Regions from separate parts of the Mus musculus genome. Here all the other regions are linked to region 1. The links are chromatin contacts, called in public Hi-C, HiChIP or PLAC-seq and promoter capture Hi-C maps. All regions are on one chromosome and are shown on one strand. Each heading gives the region's core, a stretch centred on a gene start, on an enhancer-like site or on the middle of the called end of the contact. The rest is flanking DNA. Distances are from core to core; before and after follow the strand shown.

Region 1 (2,931 bases), core at 230-2,729:
TGTTTATCAGCATTTTGAAATAAAATTTTCCAAGTATTCTATAGATTATCTGAATTTCACTGGAGTCTGTTGTTACAATTCCTGCTTTCACCTTTACTTTTATTAATTTGGGATTTCTTTTGCTAGTTTGGCTAGGGGTTTAATCAGTCTTGTTATTGATGTGTTTATAAAAAGATAAAGGGGGGATATATTCTGTGGAGGTGTAGTCAGGCATGGGGAAGGGGATGCCTCCGTGGGCCCACAGCCCTTCCCCCTGAGGGACCACGCCAGGTAACTGGGGGGGCAGAACCTACCTGGCTGTTGCCAGATAACTGTGTTGTGGAGCTTAGACAAAATACTAACAGTTGTCCTTTAACAAAAACGATTGCTTTAGCTATTCCTATGTATTGAGGGTTTTTTTGGTCTCTATTTCATTAGGTCCCGCTTTAATAGTGATCGATTGATGAATTTATTTATTTATCCAGTGATTGGGTTTGGGAGTGACTTCTTATTTCTAGAACCTTAAGATGAATTATTACTTCACTTGGAAACTCTCATTTTGCTTTATTGTAAATACTCACTTTCCTGTTAGGATGCTTTAGCTAGCTCGTAGAGTGCCTATGATTTTCATTTGTTTCTAAGAATTTTCTCCTTGATTTCTTCAGTGACCCACTGTACATTTAAAATTGTACCATTACGTGTCCAAGTATTTGTTTTAAGTCCTGTAGTTTCTCTTGCTGTTGGATTCTAGTTTTATTTCAGAGTTGTCTGATAGGGTCCAAGGAATCCATTCATTGTCATCCTCTTCCTCGCCCCCCCTTTCTCCCATATCCCTCTCCTAACACTCCCCCATACATCTCCTCTTCTCCCATCCCTTCTCCTCCTGATCCTTCATCTCCTCCCCTTTTTTGTGTATGTTAAATCCACTTAGTCTATGGTAATAATTTATATTATAATAGTATTTGAAATACTAACTTCTTTATGTCCCACTACAGATAGAAATTATACAAAAAAGAAAGTAGGGAAACTGTCAAAGTACCTTCAATGCGTAGCATGTACTAGGCATTTGATTAATAATTACTACGTAAGACTTTCTATCAAATTTTACCATGCTGTTCAAAAACGGAATAACAAGGCCGGAGAGACAGGCTTTAGATATAGAAAGAAAATGGTAGAGAAAATCAAAGGAAAAGTGAAGGCTGAATTTACACCATTCTGGGAGATGGGCACCTCTAGGTGAGGTAATGCTATCTCCTAACAAGTTGCTCGCCCATGGAGAGCTGCCTTCTGGCCGATACTCAAGGCCGGCCTTTCAGTCAGAAACAGAAGACAGACAGACTTCTGTTCTCTGAGCTCGACTCTCTCTCTCTCTCTACTCTCCCCGCCTTTGTGTGGCTCCCGGGCTGTAAAACAAGGCGGGCGGAAAAACATTACGTCTCAGTTTCTAGGGACGCTTTAGAGAAAGCACCAGCTCCTCCCCTTCCTGTCCGCCCCTATTTGTTTCCCCCGGGGCCCACGTGTGTTAGGGAAGAAGCGGACTTGAGAGCGGCTGCGCTGCCCTCTGTGAAATTGTCGCATCGGGACATCGCCCGGCCTCGGTGGCCAAGACATCGCCATGGTGAGCGGCCCCTTAGGTTCTCCGGGAGGCTCTGGTCGGGCGGCCGGGGAGTACAAGCTCGGACCCGGGAGAAGCCGGGACTCGGAGTGGCTGCGTGGGGCGGTGGTGGGCCCCCGGTGCTGCCCCAGGATCGGAGTGCTCCAGCGCGTTCTCAACTCGCTCTGGGTGGCGTTGTCCACGTCTCCCGGTTTCTCATTTTCCTGAGGGCCTTAACTAATACCGCTTTGTGGATCCACCCACCTCTGCCCTGGGGCAAGTGCAGGTCTCCCCTGCCCAGGGTCACAGCCACCCACGAGGTGCATCGGCCCGCAGCCCTTCTGTTCTGACTTTAGTCCTGCCTCTACAACTCCCATTCCTACCGGGCAACAATGCTGTTTTGTTTGCATTTTAAGACAGTAGTTAAGAGTGTTATAAACGGTTTATGTATAGCGATATAAAGAGCTCATTCACAGTATCCGAATTTATGTTTTTTTTTTTTTTCTTTCGAGACAGGGTTTCTCTGTATAGCCCTGGCTGTCCTGGAACTCACTTTGTAGACCAGGCTGGCCTCAAAGTCAGAAATCCGCCTGCCTCTGCCTCCCAAGTGCTGGGAATAAAGGGGTGCGCCACCACCGCCTGGCCGAATTTATGTTTATAACTGATTTTATGTACGTGTGGATATCGGAGAACAATTTGTGAGAATCTGTTTTCGCCATGTGTATGTTTGATGTTTAATCTCGTTTCTCATTTGCCCCACTATCCTCCATGTGTGTGTTCTTACGGCTTTAAGATTATTATTTTTTTATTCATAGCCAACCTCAGATGGGTTTCAGACTTAGACGTGCCTTCTCTCATCAGATTAATGAAAAAATGACCAATGTCTAAGAGAATTGTGTGAATGAGGAATTGATGAACATTTTAATTATTTGGAGAGTTTTTTTGAGATTATTTCGAGCTTTGTCTTAGCAAAGGAAAAGGGAAGGAAAGAATTACAGACAGAGATAACAAGTGTAGTCTCAAGTTGCAGTGTGGTTTATTCTGGAATAGTGATCTTCAGTAAGAATGGGGAGAAGGAGCTGTGTGAAGGAAATGCTGGAGAAGAAAGTTGGAAGAGATGGCTTTCTGTGCTAAAGCTTAGAACCAAGCTGATCTCTTTCAATAGGGAAAGAAACTCTATACTGGATTAACACTGTAGACAGATTTTTTCGACTTCTTTGTAAAGGGGTCTAACAATAGAGCAACCTAGGCCTGATTGTATGGGTTGAATAAAGGTAACTGACAGGTTTGAAAAAGCTTCAAGAGCTATTTGGCCTTTAGAGGAGTGACTATTGAAGAGGAATATTAGGGACCACCTG
Region 2 (2,931 bases), core at 245-2,744, 1.6 Mb after region 1:
AAGATATTTTACATTGTTTACAATGTCTGTGCTTTTTAAAATAACAAAAGCAAAAATGAAAATGAGACTATCATTTTAAAGGCATGTTTTTAAATATTGACTAAAAAATAAAGGCAACTCCTGTTTTCAAAAAAAAAAAAAAAAAGAAAGAAAGAAAGAAAGAAAGAAAGAAAGAAAGAAAGAAAGTAGGTTGGGCAAGCCATGCAAACAAGCCAGTAAAATAGTACCCTTCCAGGTTCCTGCCTCGCATTCTGCCTGAATGTCCCCCAACAATGAACTATAAGTTGCAGTGGAAATAAACCATCTCCTTCCCAAGTTGCTTTTGGTCATGGTCTTTATACCAGTAATAGGAAGCAAGTTTATTAACTTGCCACCAACACACTTCCAAAGCCAAAGGTCCAGGCTACACAGTCAAGCCTCCCACCCCATCAAAAACCTCCAGTAAAATAGCCTTATTCTTCTTTTAAATTTTGTATATGTGTATGTATGAGTGGTACACACATGGGGCCGTGTGCATTGGAGCATGCAGAGACCAGAACAGAACATCAGTTGGCTTTCTCTGATCACCTTTGGCCTGATTGCCTGGAGACATGGTCTCCCACTAAACTTGAGGCTCACTGTTCTGTCTGGGTTGGCTGGTCTGTCAGCTCCTTAGTGTCTGTCTATCTCTACCCCTGTGTTAGAGCGACAAGCACACACAGTCATGCTTGGCTATTCTTTCCTTTCCTTTTCTTTCTTTCCTTTTCTCTTTTTTCTTTCTCTCTTTCTTTCTTTCTTTTTTATGTTGAGGGCCGAGGAGTTTAAAATTGCATATGCATGGGTGTTTTTTTCTTGCATGTATATCCGTGAGTCACTTGCATACATGCACAGTGCCTGCAGAGACCAGGAGCAGACATTGCATCCCCTGGATCTAGCATTACAGGTGGTTGAGTCACTATGTAGCTGCTGGGAATCAAACCTGGGTCCTTTGGAAGAGGGCTTTTAACTGTTGAGCCATCTCCACAGCCCCATTGTGCTAGGGATTCTAGTTGAGGCCCTGCTTCTTAAAAAGCAGCAATCTTCCCCACAGAGCCATATCCCCAGTTCAACTTTCAGAAAAATCAATATAGTTTTACTGTAAGAAGTGCTATCAGAGAGCTGTATGGGGTAAAAATGATGTGGTCCTACCCACCGCCTTGCTAGGGAGAAGTGGGTGGAGGATTGGTGGGTTGGGGTCACAGTCTCACCCAGTCCCTAGAGGTCACAGTGGATAGCCATCTTGGCCTGAGAGATGTCTGACACATCACCTCAGTTGTAATGTTTGAAAACAGAAAAATCTTACACTCAAAACAATCCTGTCTGTGTGCCTGCCAATCAGTCAGTTCCCGGCTTTGCTGGAACAGTGGTCAGATACTAAAAAGGAAATGTTACAGAATGCTTACGCCCCGCCCATCCTGTGTGTGGTACAGACTGTTAACCGCACACCTTGTGTTATCCCTCACACATCCTGGATTCCTGGGGAGAGGGAGTATGATGTGGGCGTATTTCGTGTGCTTGATATCTATAAATACACTCAGAGGCTGCTCAAAGCTGCTCCCTGTTATTCTGGCATCTTCTCTATTCCGGGTTTCCTCACACACCCTCACAGAAGAGGAGAAAGTGGATTTCAACTCTGCCACCCTGACCACAATCCCAGAAAATCACTCTAACAACAGTTACTGATTTTTAGGTACACCTTCCTCTCAGACGGGCAATGTGAGAGGCGAGTCCTTTGGCAGCCGCATGCTGCACACCGATTTCTGCTAGGTTCTCTTGACCTCCTTCTGGGCCGACTTTGGAGACACCACTTCTATTTTTGGCACCATCTGCCTTCTGTAGTTTGATTCAGGGTTTTCTCCCAGCCCATGACTCTGATGCTATTTTTTGTTTGAAGCTTTTCTTTCTTTCTTTTCCCAGAAACCCCAGCCCACAGATCTTCCACCCACTGCTGCCTAAGGCTTACCCAGCCCTTGGAGTCTGCAGTCAGTCACCTGGAGGGGAGGATTTGCTAGGGTTCAAGATCCATTGAAGTTGTCCCTTCTCACCCCTCTAGTCAGACCTGTGGTTTTCAGAATACAGTGTGTGCCTCACATGATGGCTTTGCCCTGTACTAGCTATGGGTTATTTAGTGCCTTACTAGACTTAGGTTTCTCAACCAAAAGAGGGAATCCCTGACTTTACCTCAACTGGGTCTTCCTTTATATCCCATGCTGACCCCAAATTCCTGGATTTAAACAATCCTCCCATACTTGCCTCCCTAGTAGTCGAGACTACGAACACATACTATCCAAACTACCTTAAAATGGGGGATATTAATAGTACCTTCATCACAGGATGGGATGCGTAATATTGATTGTTTACTTGACAGGACCTAGAACCACTTAGGAGACAAATATCTGTAAGGAAGTTTATAGACTGGGCTAAGACAGAAGACCCTCCCTAAATATGGGCAGCACATTCTTCATGTCCTGGATTGAGTAAAAAGGGAAAAGGGAGAGATGAATATTGTCTCCTTTCATATCCGTCTTTCTCAGCTTCCTGACTGTGGATGTAATGTGACCAGCGATGGCCATGATGCCCCCACTCTGATGAACGATACTCTCAAACTGTGAACCAAGATGCACCTCCCTTAATAAGCTTTTGTTGGGTATTTTGTCAGGGCATTGAAACAGTATCTAATACATGAGGTTTTAATAAAGATGGTAGTGGATTAATGGCAAACTTAATGGACCACGCTTCCTCAACCCAACATATTCCTTACAATGTTAGTTTTAGCTTTGGCCATGCAGCCTGATTTGGGCAATAGCACAGAAAGAGATTTGAAACACACACACACACACACACACACACACAGAGAGAGAGAGAGAGAGAGAGAGTGTGTGTGTTTTGTATTTACTTCCTTACTGATTTGTA
Region 3 (2,931 bases), core at 119-2,618, 1.5 Mb after region 1:
CATGACATAGTGCCAGGATTAGTCTGGTTAGGGCAGCTACAAGACTGCCCTCCATGAGAGGCCTAAGTATTAAGTTTCCAAGTAGTAGTTGCTTTCCCATTTTCTCAGTTGAAAAATAACTAGATTAGTCCTGCTGTTAGAAACATATTTCATCAAGAAAATGTAACTAGCTACATCATCCTAGCATTAAAATGGGTTGAGTCAGGGAAGATAGGCAAATCTGAGGCCAGGTTAGGCTATATAATGAGTACCAGGCCAGCTAGGGCTACATAGCAAGTCTTAAATAAACAAATAAATAAATAAATGACTGCAGGACCCAAACACACAAGAATCTAAGCCCTTACAGTTCTGGAACCTTGCTATTATTAATTATTATTATTATTATCATTATTATTATTATTATTTTGATGTACTTTTATACTAAGACCATGATAATGTTTTTATTAGTTATTAGCTCAGGTCACTGTGCTAAGATAATGTCAGCCTTGCATTTCTCAAGGGCAGGAATTGTATTATGCCACTGGACAAAACAGTTTGTTCTGGAAACAAACGCATGTTTCCTCCCAAAGTGTTTCCCCCGCCCCACACCCAATTTCAAATAAATCAGTGTCTTAATGAGCTTGCAAACTCAAGATTTTTGCAACTGTATTATTCTATAATGGCTACATCATGAACTGGGCAACCGAATACTTTTTTTTTTTAAAGCAACCAAGCACTGTTCCTATCATGCCTACATTCAAAACAGCACATGATAACTGTTATGCGCCAATCTGCGTTTCCGGGAGATGAGAGCTACAAGTCCGCCCGAGGGATGCTGGAGGTTAGAGTCACTCCAAGTTCCGGGTGCTCTCCGACCAACGCAGGAGGGCCCACAGAAGCCGGGTCACCCGGGCTTGCAAGCCCGCCTGTCAGTCTCTCCCAGGAAGGACAGATCAAGCCAGCTCGCATCACGTGAAGCTCCCATTTCCGGAACCAAAGACGCGCACTGCACGTGAGCCGCCGAGTGAAGGGTCCCGCACGCCCACCCTGCCGTGTCCCTCCGATCGTTCAGGAAGACGTTCCCGGGGTCCGCGGTCCCCGCCCGTCGCGTCACCCCGCACCCTGCGTCCCCGATGGTCGAGCCGCTGCGGCTCTGGTTAGCTCCTAGCCCGCAGTCTCCGCCCCCTGAGCCCAGCACAGGAAGCCGAATGGCGGGGACAGGGCTCGGCGCCTCACTCACGTCCTCCAGCCGGCCGGCCGCCGCCATGACCCGCCGTCGCGGGCCGATGCCCCGCCAGCCTGACCTCTCCACCAGCGCCCGGGCGCCGACGGCCCGGGACAGTCGCACCTACTAGGACCTGCGCGCCCCGCCTCGGACACACCCACTCTGCGCTCGCCCCGCCCCGGCCGCCGAAGGCCACGCCCCTCCACCTAGATCAGCCGATCAGCAGCCAGGGGCGTGGCCCCCCCTGCAGACTCCAGCTTTGAGCTGCAGTGTAGCCCAGGCGGTTGTTTTGGGGTTTCCCCTAAACTGTTGCTTCATCCATTTATCAGAGATTTGGAAATTAAAGGATGAATTTCTCGAGCAACCATTTAAACCAAGTAAACTACTTCTCTTTAGAATATTAACTTATTTCTGTTGGCGCAATTTTTGTTTGCAACAATATAGATAGCTCTGTTTGGAAAAAGACGCAGTAAAAATCGCAATTCCACCTGTAGAGGGACTTAATTAGAATAGATTCCAATTTCTATAACACGATTTACAGATGTCTCCACAGGAAATTTCTGTAGTTTTTTTTTTTTTTTAAGGTATTCTGTTTCTGTTTTCCCCTTCCCCATCTCTTCTTTTTCTGTCCTTTGATTATTTTTGGTTTCAGTTTTGTTTTTATGAGACAGGGTTTCTCTACATAGCGCTACGTGTTCCGGAACTCACTATGTAGACCAGACTGAACCCTCGGAGATTCGCCTGTCTTTGTTGCCTAGTGGAATGCTCGGATGAGCCGCCACACTTGACCCAAGATTAAGTCAGTTCTTCCACTATGTGAATCCTGGACTTGACAGCAAAAGCCATTCATTGCCCAGTCCTCATTTTTGTAAAAATTAAAACAAAGTCTCAAGTAGCTCACACTGACCTAGAAATTGATGTGCACTGAAACGGGCCTTCAGTTCCTGATCCACTTGCCTTCACACAGTGAAATCTGGCATCGCTAGTGTGCATCATCGCAACGGATGAGTTGTTTTGTTTTATATACAAAGTATTTTTAAAATGCTTTTATTTTATGCATTTCAGTGTTTTATTTGCATGTGTGGCTATGCACTGTGTGTGTGCCTATTGCCCAGGGAGGCCAGATGAGACACTGGAGTTAGACAGTGGTTCTGGGAATCAAACCCAGGTTTTTTTTGGAAGAGTGGTTAGTGCATTTAAGCACTGAGCCATCTCTGCAGGCCAAGTTTTAAACACACACACACACACACACACACACACACACACACACACACAGAATCCAACTGGGGAAGTGGGTGTGGTGGCACACACCTGTAGTCCCAGGTCTTAGAGGAGACAAGAGAATCGTGATATCAAAGCCAGGCTTTGCTTTATAGTGCGTTAGAGGCAAGCCTGGGTTACACGAGATATCTCATGAAGAATGAAGAGAGATTTGAGGAAGAGTCCTCAAGGTCTGTGGTTGAAGAGGAATTGGAAGGCAAAGATGTCATCAACGCCGAGCAGACTGGGCCCCAAGGACAGTGACTAGACTTGTCCATTGGAAAGAATGCCTGTCCTCGTGTCCTGGAACAGCTAGCTGAATCATGTTGGCTCCTTCCTCTCTACAACCAGCTTCTCCACAGACCCTGGGAAGGAACAGCCCTGAAATCCTCAAAGGACATTTCCTTATGTACTGCACACTTTTAACTGGCCTTTACTCTTTTAAATGAGCATTTACTGGCGTCTGT
Region 4 (2,931 bases), core at 196-2,695, 1.4 Mb after region 1:
CTGAATACTGGGATTAAAGGTGTGTGCTACCACATCTGGCTTATACCTTAAAATTTCTTTTAAAAACAAACAAAAAGCCCAACAACAATAACTATAAAACAGGTCTGGAGAAATGGCTCAGCAGTTAAGAGCAGGTGCTGCTCTGTCAGGGGACCTGAGTTCATTCCAGCACACACACAGGGGCTCACTACTGCCTGTAACTACAGCTCAGGGGACCTGATGTCCTCTTCTGGACTCTGTGGGCACTGCATACGCACGGTGCTCAGACATACATGCAGGTAAATAAATAAATAAATAAATAAAATCTATCTATCTATCTATCTATCTATCTATCTATCTTCTATCATCTATTTTTGAGATAGGGTTACTCTCTTATATAGCCTTGGCTGTACCAGTACTTGCTATGTAGACCAGGCTGTCCTGGAACTCACAGAGATATGCCTGCCTATGTCTTTTGAGTGCTGGGATTAAAGATAGGTGCCACCACATTTAATAATTAAATAATTAAAAAAAATTTTTTTAAGAATTTTTTAAAGTTCTGTATAATCTGGAATAGCTAGGCAGATATGGAATTGTACAGACTAATTTGTAAAATCAAAATAATTTTTGCATTTCAAACCTTAAGAAGCCCAAGATTGTGTGTGACCACCACCTGACTTTAAAGATGCCAAAATGGAACAAAATTCCTGACAATTCACAACCGCTTACATGTGCTTGGGTCTACTTATCTGTCAGAGTATAGCTACATAGCCTTCTTCATTAGAATAATTACAATACTTCTCAGATCCAACAGTCTTGTATTACAGGTAAGAAAGCCCTCAGACAGGAGATGCGGGTGGATGTGCAAGACAAAAACTAGACTCCTTTTGTTTCTTCTGACTGTTTAGAAACCAGCTACAACATTCTTTCTCCATCTGCAATCTGGTCTCCGTGCCGGTGACGTTTACCTGACACGCCACCACTTACAAGTTTACAGCAGAGCATTTTATGTCTGTGGCTTGCCTGAACTCCCTTTGAAAAACTCTTGAATGTTTGCAGATGAAAATGACCTTCATCACTTCTTAAATTGCACTTAAATGAAAAGATAAACATTTCACAGATTTACTTCTGAACCTTCTAAACTCCAGGAATCTCTGATGGTGGGAACCCACACACATTAAGCCATTTGGAGATTTAATATAAATAGGCGCTACTTTGTAGTAACTCTGGCAAAGAGGAAGCGCTCCAACCCAGAGTCCATACAAAGCATTTGGGAATCCCTCAGTTAGAGCTCTAGCATTCCTTCTGCAAGAGGACACAAGGGAGACTTCCCGTCCTCTCCACTGCTTCCTGCATGTGGGATCAATATGGGCAATGCAAAGCTTAAACAGATTGCAATGGAGGGGAGCGGAGGCAGGCAATGCTTCGTTTTGCATAGTTCTTCGTAAACAGATTGAATTGGAGTGACTCTCCTTGGAGCTTTGCAGAGACTTCCCGCTTAAGTTACTGCGTGCCTGAATGGTCCATTTCACCAATATTTGCTTATGGAAATAAGGGGGAGTGGCAGGGAGCCGCGGAGAGGGATGGAGGAGGGGCTTGAGGCTTGGGAGCTCTGGAGTACCAGTAACCTTGTCTGATGTGATCATTAACCTTTTCAGGAAAAGGCAGCTGGCAGCCCTCTGAGTTCTGGCCATAGGATGTGGGGTGAGCCGGACAGATACTGCGATTTACAGACGATTTCTCTACTTGAAGAGCTATTGTTCACTTGCGTGTAAGAAAAAAGAAAAACAAAAGGAAAGAAAAAGAAGAAAAGAAAAAAGAGAAAGAAAAGAAAAGATGCGATTCCAGCCCCTTTTTTGGGTATTTTTTATTTTTGCCATGAGTCTCCTTTTTATCAGTGAACAGAAACCAGGTAGGTTTTTGAAATAACTGGCTAGGGTAACTTGTTTGTTTGCCTGTTTGTGCTTCTGGGTCTCTAAATGTGCTTATGCTGAGAACTATTTGGGTATACTTACAGTTAATAGGACTGAGGAAAATATATAGGATTTCTGAAGTACATTTAGCAATCTCATTGTGGGATACTATTTGGACATTTTAAAATATTGTTATGTATTTTACAATTATTTTTCCAAGAAAATAATTCTCAAAACTATTATCCATACAAGTAAATAGATGGGAGAATGTTGGTCTACTAATAAACCTAGATTTTTTTTTAGGTAACATGCAAAATCTAAGCAGATTATCAAGAGAGCATGCATGTTGCTGATTGGAGGAGGGCATTGTAAGTTGAGGTAGCCAAAATCATGATGTAACAATGTAAAATGATAAAACTGGCCCACTGACTGCCTGCCATCTCTGGTTATTTAATTACACAAGACAAGGTTTTGTTTATTTGTTTGTTTATTACTGTTTGGTTTTTTTATCATTATGACGTTTAAGGCAAAACTGTAAAAGGTATGTTGTCAGCGTTAAGTTTTCTGACACATAAAGTTGAAGGGTCAAGTTTCAACCAAAAGATGACAATAGTCATTATCCAAGGGTGTCAGTACAGACGTGATAAAATGTTCCTTTAGTTAGACGGAAGATGGAGTGTCTTGGCTGAAAAGTCAGCCGCTGCTTTTAATTAGGACTTTGATTGCTCTGAGGTTATTCAAATCATTCTTTTTACATACATAAGGGGAAAAAAAGTTACAAGGTCCTTCTTTACTGCCTATAGTAATCGCTACTCAATCCAAAAAATAAAATTCGGATCTCTAGTTTTCTAAAATATAGAGTATCCTGGACGGTGTTCTTGTAAAACAACTTACATTAATTCCTTAAAGAAGTGTGAGAATTGGGTGTAAGAAATATGTCCAGAAGGCTGCCACGGCCGAGGTCTTACTGCCAACACGGGCAGAAGGAATGTACCTGCGTGTCTGTGTAGCCAAGTGATTTGTTTACCGCTTAATCTCG
Region 5 (2,931 bases), core at 269-2,768, 1.3 Mb after region 1:
TGTGTGAGTGTCTGTGTGTGTGTGTGTGTGTCTGTGTGTGTGTCTGTGTGTGTGTGTGTGTGTGTGTGTGTGTGTGTGTGTGTGTGTGTTGCATGTGGATGTAATCCATGAGTGTACCCACTGAAATCAGAAGAGCGTTTCATCTCCTGAGACTGCAGTTAGTGGTGGTTGTGAGCCATCTGCTGTGGGTTCTGGGAACTGAACTTAGCTCTTCTACAAATGCAGCAAGTACTCTTCACCACACCCACTTCTCTGGGCCAAGTCTCTCTTTCTCTCTCTCTCTCTCTCTCTCTCTCTCTCTCTCTCTCTCTCTCTCTCTCTCACACACACACACACACACACACACACACACACACACACACACACATCCTGGTCTCAATGGACCCTAACCTTCTTATCCCCTTCAAACTTTGCGCTCTCCTTCTTTGCCTCCATCTCACCAGCAGATGATGCTCACCATCTTCATCCTCGTGCCCTGGCACCTGCCCTGGCCTTCTGACCCTGAGAAGGAATCGCTAAGGCAGCTCACACTGAGAACAAAGTGATAGCAAGTTACCAGGAAAGGCAGAGTGTGTGTGCTATGGTGGTGTTCTAAGGTAGCCAAACAATAGCTGTGTGGCTATCATAACCCGCCTGTCCCACCCATATATTATCCGTCAGCCTCTTATTCCATTTATTCAACTAGCTAGCCAACATTTTAGAAAACTGAAGCAATTTTTTAAAAATCTAGATAAAATGTACTCCTAGTTGACATTACAAAACCAGAGTTCTTTTTATTTTTTTATTATGTCTATTTACTGATTGTGTGTGTGTGTGTGTGAAAGAGAGAGAGAGAGAGAGAGAGAGAGAGAGAGAGAGAGAGAGAGAGAGAGAGAGAGAGCACCACAATACATCTGTGGCAATCAAAGGACAACCCCCAGGAGTTGTTTCTCTTCTTTCTAGGTGTCAAACTCAGACCATCACGCTTGATAACAAGCATTCCTCCCTAAGGAGAATTACCATTCTCCCTACCCCCAAAAAAAAACTATAGTTATGAAGCCTAAATAAAAATCCCAAATGCATGCAATTTCTTAGTATTACTAAAGAAATAGACTATGTCATCAGCATGGCCAGCTGGTGATGATGAGAATGCCCAACATGGAGATACTTTCTTCTTTGCTAGTTGTAGATGCTAACACTGAGAGCACAGAGCAGTGGGGTTATGTGTGTATCCCCTAAGCCTTTGCTTAGGTGCTGTCGGTACCCAGACACCACACGAAATCTGTGAGTAGAAAACATTCTAAACTATCAGTTGAAGCTGGGCATGATGACTTCTTCCTGTAACCCGTTCAAGAAGAGGCAGGAAGATCAGGAATCCAAGGCTAGCCTTGATTACAACCACGAGTTCAAGGCCAGCTGGAGCTACATGAGGCCCTGAATCAAAACTAAAATGAGTTAACCAGTATATAATGCACAACAAGCCATGTTTTGAATTACATTTAAAAGAAAAGTGTGGGCGGCAGAGCTGCTGGCCTGCTTTCTTCATTGTCATACATTACAGCAGAGAGCGACTGAGCCAACTCTCACTAGATAGTTCCGAGTAAATTATTAAATGGAATGAAATCCTGGAGGTCCTCAAAACCAGGTTAAATTTGGGACTCTGTCTTGCTATTAATCAGAAGTCATTGCGAGGCTTTCAGCCAGAAAGCTATATGATTTGGTTCCGTTTAAAAGCCCATCTGGTGGCAGAATAAGGAAATACAAAAGCATGCTGGGCGAGTACAAAGCTGTGTCGCGTCGCTACGAAAATAGAGCAACTCTTCTGGCTGGAGTAGCAGCCACCGGGTTTGCAGGGAGGAGGGCTGATTTCACAGGAGTTTTCCAGGGAAAGCTGCTTTTAAACTTGGTGCAGATGACAACAAACGTTGACAAGCTGTGCACATGTGAAATATTTATGTGTGGCACAGTATAGAAAAGATTTCAGTTCTTGTTTTTTAAAGACTTCATGAAATTGTACAGTGTTTGTGAAGCTTGGCAGCTCCACCCACTTTAGGTGCTAGTAATAACACAATGTTCCTTTTATGGGTCGATCTACACTGTGTGTTCCAGTGTCTTCTTTGTGTATGTCTCGGGGGTTAGGGGAAAGGAGAGGACTTTAACATTTACCCTTTAATAGGTCACAACAAGGAGATGACTTGGTACTTGGACAAGAACACTGAGTTGTCAAAGGAGCTGAGAGGGTTAGAGCAAGGGATCCGGTGGTCAAGACATCGATTAGGCAAAGGAGTGGGTTTCACAGCAAAGACTGTGTGTGGGGTTTTCTGTGTGTTGATGGTGATCTGCAATACTGACGTAGATGTCTAGCAGGAATCTGGCTACTGAGGTAAGGCACTATAAGGAGAAATTGTTCCTAGAAGTTAAGACATAGGTTAGCAGTAGTTACAGGCTAACAGCCCAAGAGCCAAGTCTTGCCCTCGGGATACTTTTTAGCCAATGGGGAATTTTGAAATACTTTTTGGCTTAGCTGAAAACGTTTTCAAATGAGAGGATATCACATTTTAAAATTTAAAAATAAAATTTTATTTCAATGCCTCATGACAGTTGGAGATCTGGTAAGATGAAACCCGTGATCTCTCAAGCTAGTCAAGAGCAAGGTGAGTCTGATAGGAATGGTCCCAAGGTAGAACATTCTCTACCGGTCCCCACAAGGCCCTCATTCGGAGCTGTGCTCTCCGCACTGATGTTTACACTGGCTTCACGGCTATGTGGTTGCTCTCCTTGGAGAAGAACTAGGGGGAAATGAAATCTCTCTCACACTGCTCCCTCTATGGGGAGTCAGTTGGGAGTCAGAAAATTAAAGCTACTGAAGGATGAAGCCGTTCAAGGATCCTCCACTGCCGCATACCCTCCCTGTGTATCTGTCTGGTTCCTAGAAGCTGTTGGCTTTGGAGC
Region 6 (2,931 bases), core at 266-2,765, 1.3 Mb after region 1:
GTAGTCACGGTGGTGAATTCTACTGGGGATAAAACCCAATTTGCTTTGTTTTGTGCAGTGCTAATCATTTGCAGGATTCAGCTCGTCTACAAAGTCAAGGTTGAAGAAGACACCCATTTTGTCTTCTTACAGCTTTTCTTCTTCCTGCTCTGACACCCATCATGACCATCTATTCTACTTTGCTTCTCTGTTGCTGGGAGAAAGAATTCTGACAAAAAGGCAGCTTCTCAGAGGAAAAAGTTCATTTGGCTTACATTTCCAGGTCACAGCCCATCCACAGAGATAAATCAGGGCAAGAACTCAAGCAGAAGCCATGGAGAAACGTTGCTTACTCTCTCATATTCCCTGACTTGTGTTCAGTTAGCTTCTTCACCAGTCCAGGCCCATCTGCCTACACATGCTGCTGCTCACAGCAGGCTGGGACCTTTCTTACCAATCATCAGTAAGGACACTATCACAGACATGGCCAAGGCCAGTCTTATGGAGGAAGCAACATTTCAGTTGAGCTTCCCTTGTCCCTGGTGACTCTAGTTTGTGACAAATTAACAACAAAAAACAGGCATCTCAATACAACTTCCCAGATGTCAGAGAGTAATCCTAACACACATGCACACAAAATAGTAAACTGGTTTCTAGGAATGTAACTCAGTGGTAGAGTGGTTCCCTAGCATGTACAGGGACCTGAGTTTGCACCACCCCCAGCACCACAGAAAGATGGAGGGAGGGAGGGGACTGGGTTGGGAAGTAGTGGAGATGGGAACAAGAGGGATCAAGTTAGGGGATGGTGGAGGAAGAGAGAACTAGGAGAGAGAACTGGAATGAGGGGGCATCTCTGGGACAAGCTGAAAACCTAGGACAAGAGAAACTCCCAGGAATCTATGAGGGTGACTCTAGCTAAGACTCCTAGCAATAAGGGATATAGAATATAAAACAGCTACATCCTGTAACCTCACAAGACTTCCAATGGAGAGATGGGAACATCAAAGGAGAAAGAAAGAAAGAGAGAAAGAAAGAAAGAAAGAAAGAGAGAGAGAGAGAGAGAGAGAGAGAGGAAGGAAGGAAGGAAGGAAGGAAGGAAGGAAGGAAGGAAGGAAGGAAGGAAGGAAGGAAGGGGAAGAGAGAGAGAAAAAAGGAAGGAAGGAAGGAAGGATGGAAGAAAGAAAGAAAGAAAGAAAGAAAGAAAGAAAGAAAGAAAGAAAGAAAGAAAGAAAGAGAAAGAAAAGAGGCAGAGAGACAGAGAGAGAGAGAGAGACTGAGAGAGAGAGAAAGACAGAGGGGGCACCTATAATAAAGAAATAGAAAGAAAGGAAAGGAAAGGAAAAATATAAAGCACACTGTTCCCTCTGAGGACATTTGCTTTATTACAAGAGTTTGTACTGCAAAGAGTGTTCTGTCACAGCAGGATCAACAGGATCCTCATTTAATACCTTCAGCCTTCCATCACTCTTATGCCATGTGCAAACTGTGACAGCTCCAGCCACAAGTTTGGGAAGGCCAAGAATACAAACAATAAAGAAGGTCACAGAGCCAGGCCCACATAGTGTGCAGGCTTGTGTATACTCAAGGGTCAGTGTTCACATCTGTAAAGTGTAAATCAGAGCTCTAACAGGAAAGTAACATGAAGGTCTGGACGGAATCAGTATCTGAATAGGATTTGACATACAGCTGCTTGTGGTGTTCCTTAAATAATTGACCTTGCTGTGGTTAGTTATGTTATCATAATGCAAATCATTTGGAGGGATTGGTTCACAGACTGAAATAGTAGGGGGGAGATCTGGAAGACCAACCTCTAAGGAATTCTATGGTAGTCTTTTTTGTTTGTTTTCTAAACTTCATCAAATCTAGTTTACAACAAGCCAGCACTATTTCCTGGTGTCCTCTGATGCATTAATTAGTTTTCCCTGTGGCTCCCCTCCCCCTACTCACAGGGTAGATGTTATTGACCCCATTCACAGCCACCAGGAAGCCGCATAGCCTTCCTCACAGCCCCTGATGATCCTTCTACAGAGTTTTAAAAACACCACAGGGATAAAAAATTGGGCTGATAAAAATGCAGCCTAGTGCTTTGTTCTAAACAGTCCTATTTCTGAATGAAGATGAGAGAGTTCTGTACTAATATCCTTGTTGAAAAAAGTTATGTTTTTTCTATAGATCTAAGAAACAGAAAGCAAAGCTTCAGCAAGGGGCAAGCAAAGTTTCAGCAAGGGGCAAGTCCCATTTCTCTTTGGGTCTCCATTGTCTTTTAAGCAATACCATGCACACACTGAAAGGAAGATCTCTCCCTGAAACAATAAATATTCCCTGAAGAACTCAAAGACCACTGAGGAAATAACTATTAATTTGTTTTCATTCTTTGTGTGAGCAATAAAGGTCTCAGATTCACAGAATTACAAAATCTCTGGAGTCAGGTGACAACTGCATAGGAAAAGGCCCCAAGGGTCTACTTCCTAATAATATCTTGGTTATCATCATGAAGGGTTATTTTTAAAAATAAATACCAACAGTTCAGAAACTTTCTAAGATATTCTGAAGAAAAGCTTCCAAAGAATATAGACAATTTTGATTTCTTTAGGTGGTTACTCCAAACTTGAAAATGTATGGGTATCTTAGTTACTTTCCTATTGCTCAGATGGCATACCATCACCAAGACTTATAAAAGAAAGCACTTAACATAGGGCTCACAGTTGCAGAGGTTTAGTCTATGGCCCTCATGGCAGGGGGCATGGCAACAGGCAGGCAGGCATGATACTGGAGCAATAGTGGCAAGCTCACATCTTGTAGGAGACAGAGAAAGTTAACTGAGAATATCATGGGCTTCTAAACTCTCAAAGCCTACCCACAGAGGCACAGGTCCTTCAACAATGTCATGCCTTCTAATCCTTCCCAAGAAGTTCCACAAACTGGGGATCAAGTATTCAACCACAGGAGCCA
Region 7 (2,931 bases), core at 193-2,692, 1.3 Mb after region 1:
ATTCTCTTTAAAATCAATACCAAAAGCATTACTTTCATGTTACAAAGTTTGGCTGCCAGTTCTTATATATGAATGCATGACAATGCAACCTTTAATACTTCATTAAAGAGACTTTGTTTTAAATCTCATCCCTTATAAGTCTAATTTCTAGGATAAGAATTACATAAAATGTTATCCCAATTTAGAAGTATCTTTAGTGTCCTGGTTTCCTGGACTGGTTCATGCCATGTGTTGTTGTTTAAAATGACTCCAAACCTGAGTTACCAGTTTTAAGCTAACTTTCTTGTTACCAATGTTACAAATTTTTAATCATACACAATAACTTATAAGCCAATACTGTATGGTCTAGACATGCACAGCATATTTATACCTTTAAGACCAGTCAGAAACAAAATGAAGCGGCTACATAAATCTTATAAATTTAGACCAATCGAAGAATTTTTACTTTTTCTAGCTATAATTTCAAGAGAGAAAGCACTTTGTCATTTGCTGAACCAAATAATCACAATTGCAGAGATTTTTCTAGGAAAAAACAACTATCAGCTTATTTGCTTTAGAACTTGAAAAGCAGCTGCCCCCCTTTAAAAGCAGCTTTTCAGCAGGGCCTCTCCTGCTGTGCTTGACTCCTGGCTAAGGGTGCAGGGCAACTAAAACCAGCCTCTGCTGTGCAAACTGAGACTGAATCAAGAGATGGAGAGCCAGCAGATAAAGTTTTAGCCATTTTTTTCTTTTCAACATAAAACAGAACAACAGTCATTCAGAAAACAAAACAAAAACAGACACAGATTGACAAGTGGACAGATTGGTGCACCAAAGACAGACAATACAGAGAGGTAAGAGAACTTGATGTAACCAGAACTAAGGATGTCTCCTGTAGGGGCCAGAGAAGACACAGGATGTTTCCTGATTTCCTTCTGTCCCTAGGAGAGCTCCAAAATCCATTTTCCCTCTCTCTCTCTCTCTCTCTCTCTCTCTCTCTCTCTCTCTCTCTCTCTCTCTCTCTCTCTCTCTGTCTCTCTCTCTCTCTGTGTCTCTCTCTCTCTGTGTCTCTCTCTCTCTGTGTCTCTCTCTCTCATGTTATTTGTATATCTAGCATCCTCTTGCTGTTGTTTGTTTGTTTGTTTTTACTATTTTATTTTATTTTATTTTGTTTTATTTTATTTTATACCCTACTCCTCACACCTGAAGCACCTCTTGGAGGCTGTGGACAATTGCCTATATAAAATTCCCCATCCCAATGCACTGCCACCCCTAGCTGATATCAGCATTGGGCCAATGTTGACCTAGTCTAGCCTGTATCATTTTGCACCCTTGCAATCAACAGCCTTAAAAAGACGAAATTTATAGTGCTAACACTAATACTATATGTTGCTTACCACCATGCAGGATATATAACTTCTACCGTTTTCTATGCAGGTCCGTCGAAGACAGTGTCCTTCAGTTGGTGTCCCAGTGTTCAGGCCCCTTGTTTGGGTGCCACCTGTAATGATCCAGCAGCAATGGAGGACTGGGTATACCTAGAAGAAGAGCTGGAAATAGAATTAGGATGAGCAGATGAGAGAAATAACGAGCCAAGACAAAGTTCTCTGATAAAGGCTCAAATTTTAATGTCTAACTCTGAATATACATGAGAAAACCCAAGGACCCATCCCTTTGTTTCAGCTGGATTGAGCTGCAAAGTAAACTCAGTAGGCAGTCAGCTCCTCAAGGGTCGGGCAGGAAGATGCAAATGTAGCAAAGCCAGGTGCCTGGCTCCAGCTCTGAGATTTGTTTGACCAACTAAAGGTTGGGGGAAGGGCACAGACAAACTATTTGCATTCTGCACAGATTTATTGCAAGATTCAAACAAACAAACAAACAAACAACAACAACAAAATAATCACACCACCAGTAAAATTAGTCACAAAAGTGTGAAAATTACCCTTTTTATTTGAGATGTGGGATGTAAGATGTGGATGCAGATAGAAAATACCCGGATCAACAATGAAACAATGAAAATATGTATTTCTTAACATTCTATGTTAATGGGCAACATTTTATTATAATAACTACTCTTTCTTTTGCATTGGGGTCTCATGTAGCCCAGTCTAACAACCAAGAACAACCTTGAGCTTCGTGTCTTCTCTCTCCACTTCCCCAGAAAGGCAGCGTCAAAATTAAAAATGAGGCTCAGAGGTGCTACCTAACTACGACACTAAGCACAGTTCTAACACTGCTAGAGACTTTTTTAAAAATCTAATTGTGGGGAAATTCTGCTAATTAAAGTTGAAGTCTACAAATGACAGGATAGCCTTCTGGGCCTCAGCGTGTAATGGAGGACTTCCTTCATTAGCAGGGTTTCTCCTTCTCTGACCTTGCCCAGGAAGTTCTAAGTCCCTACATTCACCTCTACTTGAAAAATGTCATGTAGCCTCAATTAGCTTATAGGACCAATATCTTTTCTCCTGACAAAACCTGTTCAGCTAGCACCTAAGATTCCTGAAATGTTTCTCCATACTAATGAGACATTCAAGGTACTCTAAGCCCCCAGCCAATGACATTTGCTCATACTGGGTGTCCCTACCTTCAGTCCTCAAAAACTTCATAAGCCTTTAATCACTCCAAGTAAAGTTGATCTGCCTACTGACTGTGGGACTTAGTGTGGTTTTTTTACTGTACATATTCACAGGGCTTCCAAATCCCCAATTTGATGTCTCTGCTCCCACTACCCTCATGGTTTGAGTCATCTAATGAGCCATGAGAGTGGGTAATGTAATCACTTTTATTGTAATAGCATACCAGCCCATTGCATAGTAGTTTGCATTTTAACTCAGTATTTAGAATTATTTCAGACTGTATTTTGTTACCCAAAGTCAGAGACTTTTTTTAATACCAATTTTTGCTAGCTATTATCTTTCTTACAAATTTGGACCACTTGCTGAGCCCTTGTTA

The links. Promoter capture Hi-C pulls out the DNA fragments that hold promoters and counts their contacts. Hi-C and Micro-C count contacts between places; a contact is called where the count stands out from the background. HiChIP or PLAC-seq counts read pairs in DNA pulled down with a chosen protein or histone mark.
Region 2: a promoter capture Hi-C map of hippocampal neurons shows a contact between it and region 1, with 4 times the contacts expected there. The contact joins the enhancer-like site here to the promoter of Tma16 in region 1. A contact is called at or near these places in 6 of 39 promoter capture datasets (the 3T3-L1 cell line, embryonic stem cells, hippocampal neurons and 3 more), 1 of 484 Hi-C or Micro-C datasets (embryonic stem cells) and 1 of 115 datasets of contacts at active chromatin or transcription factors (bone marrow-derived dendritic cells).
Region 3: a contact with region 1 is called in an H3K27ac HiChIP or PLAC-seq map of bone marrow-derived dendritic cells, with 16 times the contacts expected there. The contact joins the promoter of Tmem192 here to the promoter of Tma16 in region 1. A contact is called at or near these places in 19 of 39 promoter capture datasets (the 3T3-L1 cell line, 3T3-L1-derived adipocytes, the C10 cell line and 11 more), 2 of 15 datasets of contacts at CTCF or cohesin (large pre-B cells and pro-B cells), 24 of 484 Hi-C or Micro-C datasets (B cells, the Ba/F3 cell line, CD4 T cells and 18 more), 31 of 115 datasets of contacts at active chromatin or transcription factors (the 230-238 cell line, DN3 thymocytes, the SCID.adh cell line and 19 more) and 5 of 9 other capture datasets (adipose tissue, bone marrow-derived macrophages, embryonic stem cells and 2 more).
Region 4: an H3K4me3 HiChIP or PLAC-seq map of embryonic forebrain shows a contact between it and region 1, with 13 times the contacts expected there. The contact joins the promoter of Apela here to the promoter of Tma16 in region 1. A contact is called at or near these places in 13 of 39 promoter capture datasets (the 3T3-L1 cell line, the C10 cell line, cranial neural crest and 7 more), 3 of 15 datasets of contacts at CTCF or cohesin (large pre-B cells, pro-B cells and stem cell-derived epiblast-like cells), 19 of 484 Hi-C or Micro-C datasets (the AtT-20 cell line, B cells, CD4 T cells and 11 more), 19 of 115 datasets of contacts at active chromatin or transcription factors (the SCID.adh cell line, astrocytes, bone marrow-derived dendritic cells and 9 more) and 4 of 9 other capture datasets (adipose tissue, embryonic stem cells, liver and 1 more).
Region 5: a Hi-C map of cerebellum shows a contact between it and region 1, with 1.7 times the contacts expected there. The contact joins the enhancer-like site here to the promoter of Tma16 in region 1. A contact is called at or near these places in 9 of 39 promoter capture datasets (the 3T3-L1 cell line, the HPC-7 cell line, cranial neural crest and 6 more), 3 of 15 datasets of contacts at CTCF or cohesin (the NIH/3T3 cell line, large pre-B cells and stem cell-derived epiblast-like cells), 2 of 484 Hi-C or Micro-C datasets (cerebellum and embryonic stem cells) and 12 of 115 datasets of contacts at active chromatin or transcription factors (the 230-238 cell line, astrocytes, embryonic forebrain and 5 more).
Region 6: a contact with region 1 is called in a promoter capture Hi-C map of second pharyngeal arch cranial neural crest. The contact joins the enhancer-like site here to the promoter of Tma16 in region 1. A contact is called at or near these places in 10 of 39 promoter capture datasets (the C10 cell line, cranial neural crest, embryonic stem cells and 6 more), 1 of 15 datasets of contacts at CTCF or cohesin (stem cell-derived epiblast-like cells) and 6 of 115 datasets of contacts at active chromatin or transcription factors (the SCID.adh cell line, embryonic forebrain, embryonic stem cells and 1 more).
Region 7: a contact with region 1 is called in an H3K27ac HiChIP or PLAC-seq map of embryonic stem cells, with 9 times the contacts expected there. The contact joins the enhancer-like site here to the promoter of Tma16 in region 1. A contact is called at or near these places in 5 of 39 promoter capture datasets (the 3T3-L1 cell line, embryonic stem cells, hippocampal neurons and 1 more) and 4 of 115 datasets of contacts at active chromatin or transcription factors (astrocytes, embryonic stem cells and epiblast stem cells).

Annotation. Positions count from the first base shown.
Region 1 is chr8:66,485,078-66,488,008 of GRCm38.p6, reverse strand. It overlaps Tma16 (translation machinery associated 16), which reads left to right and starts at 1,479. Exons shown (of 7, transcript NM_025465.3): 1 at 1,479-1,597. The coding sequence starts at 1,595.
Region 2 is chr8:64,870,539-64,873,469 of GRCm38.p6, reverse strand. No RefSeq gene overlaps it. Among named protein-coding and RNA genes, the nearest start is that of Gm40501, 9.0 kb to the left of the region's middle. Within about 2 kb of position 1,494, at least 73 of the 459 cell types and tissues checked have an H3K27ac peak or open chromatin away from gene starts, as enhancers often do. A contact at or near this core is called in hippocampal neurons, where this site is marked.
Region 3 is chr8:64,945,622-64,948,552 of GRCm38.p6, reverse strand. It overlaps Tmem192 (transmembrane protein 192), which reads right to left and starts at 1,368. Exons shown (of 6, transcript NM_028427.3): 1 at 1,220-1,368. The coding sequence starts at 1,246.
Region 4 is chr8:65,035,850-65,038,780 of GRCm38.p6, reverse strand. Apela (apelin receptor early endogenous ligand) reads left to right here and starts at 1,445. Exons shown (of 4, transcript NM_001297554.1): 1 at 1,445-1,500; 2 at 1,638-1,891. The coding sequence starts at 1,816.
Region 5 is chr8:65,158,113-65,161,043 of GRCm38.p6, reverse strand. No RefSeq gene overlaps it. Among named protein-coding and RNA genes, the nearest start is that of Smim31, 30 kb to the right of the region's middle. Within about 2 kb of position 1,518, at least 11 of the 459 cell types and tissues checked have an H3K27ac peak or open chromatin away from gene starts, as enhancers often do. A contact at or near this core is called in cerebellum, where this site is marked.
Region 6 is chr8:65,179,270-65,182,200 of GRCm38.p6, reverse strand. No RefSeq gene overlaps it. Among named protein-coding and RNA genes, the nearest start is that of Smim31, 51 kb to the right of the region's middle. Within about 2 kb of position 1,515, at least 4 of the 459 cell types and tissues checked have an H3K27ac peak or open chromatin away from gene starts, as enhancers often do. A contact at or near this core is called in second pharyngeal arch cranial neural crest, where this site is marked.
Region 7 is chr8:65,207,757-65,210,687 of GRCm38.p6, reverse strand. No RefSeq gene overlaps it. Among named protein-coding and RNA genes, the nearest start is that of Smim31, 80 kb to the right of the region's middle. Within about 2 kb of position 1,442, at least 6 of the 459 cell types and tissues checked have an H3K27ac peak or open chromatin away from gene starts, as enhancers often do. A contact at or near this core is called in embryonic stem cells, where this site is marked.